Linked DNA regions of Mus musculus: region 2 is linked to region 1. The links are chromatin contacts, called in public Hi-C maps. All regions are on one chromosome and are shown on one strand. The core of a region is the stretch at or near the end of the contact, and the rest is flanking DNA. Distances in the headings are between cores, read along the strand shown.

Region 1 (3,078 bases), core at 263-2,762:
ATGTTTCCACTTCCATCCGAGGTAAGAGGCCCTCCCTCTATTGTAGGTTGTTCCTGAGCTGCTTAGGCCAGTGCTTTTGCCAGGAAGAAAGAAGTAGAGGACACTTCCAACCTGGGAGAAGCCCAGAAGACGCTCTTCTCTAAAGAGAACGTGTCCCTTGTATGAATGATGCAGACATCCAGAGGACAGGGAGGGCTGCAAGTCCACTTAGCTGGAGATTCGGAACTGACAGGCATAGCCTTGCCTGAAGGCCAGGCCTTTATCCATCTTAAGATGGCTTGGACCTGTGAAAGGAATTCTGATAGGAAGAATATAGAGATGGCTGCCTGGCTGCCTCCAGGAGTTTGACACACACTGTGCCACACACAGTAGGCAGCTATGCCCCTGTTTCTGTGTCCAACTCCAGGCTATGGCCAGGCAGGACATGTCATGGCTGGTCAGCATGGTTGTACCTACTCAGTTGAATCATTAAGCAAGAGCTAGAGCTATGGACACCATGCTTATATAATACAGACAGAATGAAGACAGGGAAACTGAGGCCCAGGAGCCACTAGGGATCTCTGCAAATAACAATGCTCCAGGCACCATAGTAAACTTTTTCTGAAGATCGCTAAGGATATTGAATCCTCACAATGGCACAGTGCACTCTTATACGTCACTGCCCTAGTGTTTTTTCCTATTGCTGTGATAAACACCACGACCAACAGTAACAGAGAGGAAAGAAGGGTTTGTTTGGCTTACATGTTTGCATCAGTCATTCGCTGAGGAAATTAAGGGCAGGAGCAGAGACAGGGACCATGGAGGAGACCTACTTACTGGCTTGCTCCCAGGCGCATGCTTAGCTTCCCTTCTGATATAAGCCAGGACCCCATGTCCAGGAGATGGCACCACCCACAGTGGGCTAAGCTGTCCTCCATCAATTAGCAACTATGAAAAGGCCTCAGAGACATGCCTACGGGCTAATCAAATGTAGGCAACTCCTCAACGGAGATTCCTTCTTCCCAGGTACCAGGGAATATCAAAGTGACCAAAAAGCAAATAGCAGAGCCATGTGTACTGTAACCTATATTGTCAATCAGTGTGTTGTAGGTGTGACCGTGGTTAGAAACCTTAAGCATGAGCCATTTCCGGGGTTGTTCTTGCTCTCCTTATGAAGAGGATAGTGAGGATGAACTCAGGCTGTTTAGCACTATCCATCTTTTTCCCCAACACGCTCATGTCCTTTAATATTTGACTCCTGTTGGAAAACCACACTGGAGAGCCGAGCCTGTAGGAAAAAGAAAGTGGAGAAGGTAAAAGAATTGTCTTGGAGCCACTGAAGACCTAAGCTTTTCCCCTTCTAGTCCCCCAGAAGGGGAAAGAAACTGTATTTGCCAGCAGACTTAGGGATGGTTCTGAATAAAGGTTTGCACGCTTTTCCAGAGTGCAAACAATGCTAGCTAGGGACAGCCCTGAGGCTCATGGGCACACAGGCTTAGCAGGCAAGGAGGCGGGGCTGGATGGAGCTGGACAGGACCCAGCACACAGCTTTGTATAATGAGCTCAGTCAGCCCTGTGGGGTCACTCCAGAACACCAGGGCAACCTCCGTACCAGAAAAACAAACTCATGATCCCTGGCCAGGCAGGCACCATCCAAAGAGTAAACAGGAGTGATCACACCCCAGGGACCCCCCCCCCCCAATACTCCTCCCTGTCCTGTTGGGCTAATAATAATCTCAGTAAGTAACATGCACAGTGGATTAATGTGTCAGGCACATGGGCCCAGGGGCTTGTATACACCTTTTTAACCATCAGAAAGCCCTTGGTGTGAGTGGACAGGAAAAACAACTTCCAGCATTCTGCGGCAGCATACAGGAAAGAGGAGCTACAACATATCACAAGAGAGCCGCCAGGTTGTGACTGTTTCCATACACAATGATGTTTTTGAGATGATTGACAACTCATTAGCCTGACCCCAATTGTACGTTTGCATGTATTGAGATGCCTTACCACACCGATAAATATACACAATTACCATAAAATATGGGAATGATTAAAAAAATATCCATTTTACAAGTGAGAAATTAGGATTCACGGGTCCCTTAAGCTATATAATAGTAGAATGTAAGTGAGACTCTAGGCTGCTCCAGTGACTGCCACATGAGGTTGGGTTGCTGGAGCTGGCACAGTGAATGCATATACACAGATAAGCATGTCACTAAGGAGCCTTGTCTCATTGGTAAAATGGGACCACAGGTTCTAGGCTGGCATTGTGGATGGAGATACAGCTGTTCATAACTGACAAGCATCCTGTAGTTGCCTGTAGTTCCTGTGTAACTTGTGTAGGATCTCAGGCTCACAGCCTCTGACATCTCCCACACTGTGGGATGAAACTAACTTTGGATCTGAAGTTTCCTGTGTGCTCCCACAAGGACCCAACCCAGCCCTGGGCAGTGCTTTCAATTTGATGAAACCTTTAAAGTTCAAGCCTAACAGTAGTTCCAAAGGTCTTACAGGAATGTGTGTTCAGTCCCTGGTCACCCCTCCTACTCCAGCATTTTTTGCCCTTCTGTTCTTTCACCTTATTTTGCATAATTGTGTATTAAAATATCCATACTCCCTTGTGCAAACATTGAAGGGCAGGGCAATCCTTTTATCCTTGAACTATAACAAAAATAAGTTAGGGACTGGATGCTATGTCTCCATATCCATGTGATACAATACTGACCTCTGTTCTGGGGGTGGGATGCGTTGTGTGAGTTTGTGTGTGTATGTGCATGTGTCTGGGTAGGCTCTGGTGGTGTGTTAATTGGTGTGTTACTATGACAGAGTACCTGCAGAGTAGCCTGAGGGAGGAGATGTTTATTGTTGGCTCATGATTTTAACGGATTTCGACCTTTAAAAGAGAAAGAGGTACAGTGGCTGGTGGTATTCATGGTGTGAGCAGCAGCTTTTGTCAGATCAGAAAGCAGAGAGGGAAGCAAGGGCCCGGTGACTCGGTTCAAAGCACATCTTTACTAACCAACCTCTTCTAGACAGCTAATACCTCCCTAAGGCTCCAGTGATCTGAATGATCTGTCTGGGAAGGCTGCACTCTTG
Region 2 (3,078 bases), core at 257-2,756, 88 kb before region 1:
CGGCGAAGATTCCCATGGGTATCAAGCAAACACAGCATATCAAGTTGCATTAAACCTATACACCTTCCCTCATATTAAGGCTAAATGAGGCAACCCAGTAGCAGGATAAGAGTCCCACAAATAGGAAAAAAAGAAAAAAAAACCCTGCTCACTCTATTAGGAGTCCCACAAGAAGATGGACTTGCACACTGTAATTGTGTGTGCAGACATATTTACAGGTCAGACCCATATAGACTACTCCCTGGTTAACAGTTCAATCTCTGTGTGCCTCTTTGAGCCCAGGATAGTTGATTCTGTGAGTTTTCTTGTGGTGTACTTGACCTTTTTGGATCCTACAATCCTCACCACCACCCTCCACACCCTGCCTCTTCTGCAGGGTTCCCAAGCTCTACCTAACGTTAGTCTGTGGTTTTCTAAATCTGTTTCCATCAATTGCTAGATGAAGCCTCTCTAATGACCTAATGACAATTGGGTGGGGCAACAATCTATGAGAATAGCAAATTATCATTAGGAATCATTTCATTGGTTTTGTGTGTGTGTAAGAGAGAGAGAGTTGTGCTTTGTTCTATCCTAGGTCTCTGGGCAATTCAGAATCCAGACTGGTTCCTGGCCCTCCAGGCAGAATCATGGATACAATCCCTCTCATGGCATGCATCTCTAGCTGGACTATTCATTGCTTAACCATTCCCACAATTTCTGCACCACCTTTTCTGTGGCATATCTTGTAAGCAGGACAAATTGTAGGTCAAAGGTTATATGGCTGGGTTGGTGTCACAATACTTCCACTAGACATCTTGCCTGGTTATAGGCAGGAGATGGCCAGTTCACAGCCTCAAGTTTATGGGAATGCCATTTACTTCATACCTGAGCAAGCTTGTAACTTCAGTTTAAGTCTAATAGTTTCACTATTAAAGGGAAGGGTAGTTCCTTCCATTGGATATGAGCCCAAAGGTAAGGGACAGAAAAGTCAGTCTGTATGTCCTTCAGCATTGTTCCCAATACTTACTAAGTGTTCTGTGTCTGTGAGTTGTTCGAACCCGAATCGTCCTTGGCTACCAGGAAAACCTGCAAACCTGGAAGCTACCTGAGTTTCAGAGACTAAAAAGATATTCCAAGCAAATTAATAAAGTTGACAATGGCACAATGGCAATGAGTTAAATATCCCTAATCTCTGAAATGACTGTCTATAAGGAAAAAAATTGAGATGTGACATCCGAAGCTCAAAATTGGGTAACTAGGCACTGCCAGTTTCTGGCTAAGCACCTCAAGCAACTTCAGTGTCATTTCAACAGAAGTTTTCTTGTCTATTCAATAGGGCGCAATCATATTGACTTCAAAGCAAATGAGCTATCAGCCTGTTCAGTGAGCCAGTTGTGAGAACCCAAGCAGCTACTTAAATATTTGTGTCCTTTTCAGAGCCGGGCCACAAAGGTGCCACTGCTGATAACCTGAGACCAACCAAATGCTCCTTGTCCTTTGTGCTGCTACTGGATTCGGTTGCATAATGAGCCCTCATTTCTGAGAAAGGCCAGGTCAAACCATTCAGGCTGTACTCCCAGCATTAGCGCACCCTCCATTCCAGGGAATGTCATTGGCCTGTGTCTCTAACAGCACAGCATTCCAAGAGAATCCTGTTTAACAAAAGCTGGATAGAACAACCAATAGCTGGAATGACGAAGTTCACTGACTACAGATCTTGAGACCTTGGCAATCCGTGTCACCCTCCTCTTTCTCGAAGAGGTCAGTTTCATCAGTTATTGGTTTTGTCTTGATAGAACTCAGAAAATCCCACAAGAACAAATCATAGGTTGTTTTTATCATTTTGTTCCATTTCACCTGTTTGCTTAGCAACCCTGGTAAAAAGCTTTGGGCAAACAGAAACCTTTTAATTCTACTGAGTCCTTACCCAGGACACTTTGGTTGCAGGAGTAACTGAAAAGGGCACCTTCCATTTAGACTTTTCTCATAAGTAAAGCTTCTTTAACATTCCTGTAATGATAAGATAAAATACCTATGACTTTTGCTCTAATAACAAAGAAATTAAAGAGTTTCTAACAGCTGTTTATTCACTCAAGTATGGACCAAATATTCATCAAACAATAGATATAGTTCTTAGCTGAATGTATAACAGAGATTAAAGTAGAATCCTTTTTTTATGGAGGGGAATCCAAATAGAACCTATTCCTCTTGTCCATGGGGAATGGATCCAGATATCCATCTGGACTGGAAACATTCCAGATAACACAAATACCTGATTGCCTAGTATTTGTCCAGTGAACATTGGCTCAATTTCAAGTGCAGATGCACTTACTGATGTAAATGTACAGAAAGAACAAACCTTTAGGAAAACATACAGCTACTTTTTTGTTATTTTTTTATTTACTCCATCAAAAAGAATTAGGACCCTGATGATAAAATAAATGATGGATTATCTAATTCTTTTAAATGCTGCACTATATTAGATACTTCTGTGTTTATTCATTCACTTCTTCAATTAACAATTGTTCATATGGGTATTCTGTGTGTTAGGTACTAAGACTACAGAAATCAAGAAACCCATCTCTTTGCCCTTCTAGACCTTTCATTCTCCTAGACCTAGATAATACCAGTGAAATGATGAGTTCTAGGATGTGAGAATGATGAGGAGAGAAGAAATGCAAATCTTTTGTAATGATTTTTTTATTTATTTTATATATATATATATGAGTGTACTGCGGCTGTCTTCAGACACATCAGAATAAGGCATCAGATCCCATTACGGATGGTTGTGAGCCACCATCTGGTGGCTGAGAATTGAACTCAGGACCTCTGGAAGAACAGTCAATGCTCTTAACGGCTAAGCCATCTCTCCAGCCCCAACAATGCAAATCTTAAAACCCAAGTGTCTCTGATTCTGCAGCATGTACTGGCACAGTTCCAAGTACTTATGCATTTATTTCCATTTATTTAGATAACTGCACGGCTCTAGGGATTAATAACCCTACTTTATAGGAGGGAAACTGAGTCACAGACTCATGCCATACAATTACAGCAAGGTCCAGATAAGAGGAATGAAGTTGGTTATCTTAAGTGTATTTT

Evidence for each region. A called contact is a pair of places that touch in the nucleus more often than the background predicts.
Region 2: a contact with region 1 is called in a Hi-C map of liver, with 3 times the contacts expected there. The contact joins two enhancer-like sites. A contact is called at or near these places in 2 of 15 datasets of contacts at CTCF or cohesin (CD8 T cells and the NIH/3T3 cell line), 8 of 484 Hi-C or Micro-C datasets (B cells, the N1E-115 cell line, liver and 1 more) and 4 of 115 datasets of contacts at active chromatin or transcription factors (CD8 T cells, embryonic fibroblasts, hepatocytes and 1 more).

What each region holds. Positions count from the first base shown.
Region 1 is chr15:62,256,610-62,259,687 of GRCm38.p6, reverse strand. Pvt1 (Pvt1 oncogene) reads right to left here. Exons shown (of 5, transcript NR_132747.1): 5 at 1-1,267. Among named protein-coding and RNA genes, the nearest start is that of Pvt1, 220 kb to the right of the region's middle. Within about 2 kb of position 1,512, at least 102 of the 459 cell types and tissues checked have an H3K27ac peak or open chromatin away from gene starts, as enhancers often do. A contact at or near this core is called in hepatocytes and liver, where this site is marked.
Region 2 is chr15:62,344,504-62,347,581 of GRCm38.p6, reverse strand. No RefSeq gene overlaps it. Among named protein-coding and RNA genes, the nearest start is that of Pvt1, 310 kb to the right of the region's middle. Within about 2 kb of position 1,506, at least 3 of the 459 cell types and tissues checked have an H3K27ac peak or open chromatin away from gene starts, as enhancers often do. A contact at or near this core is called in hepatocytes and liver, where this site is marked.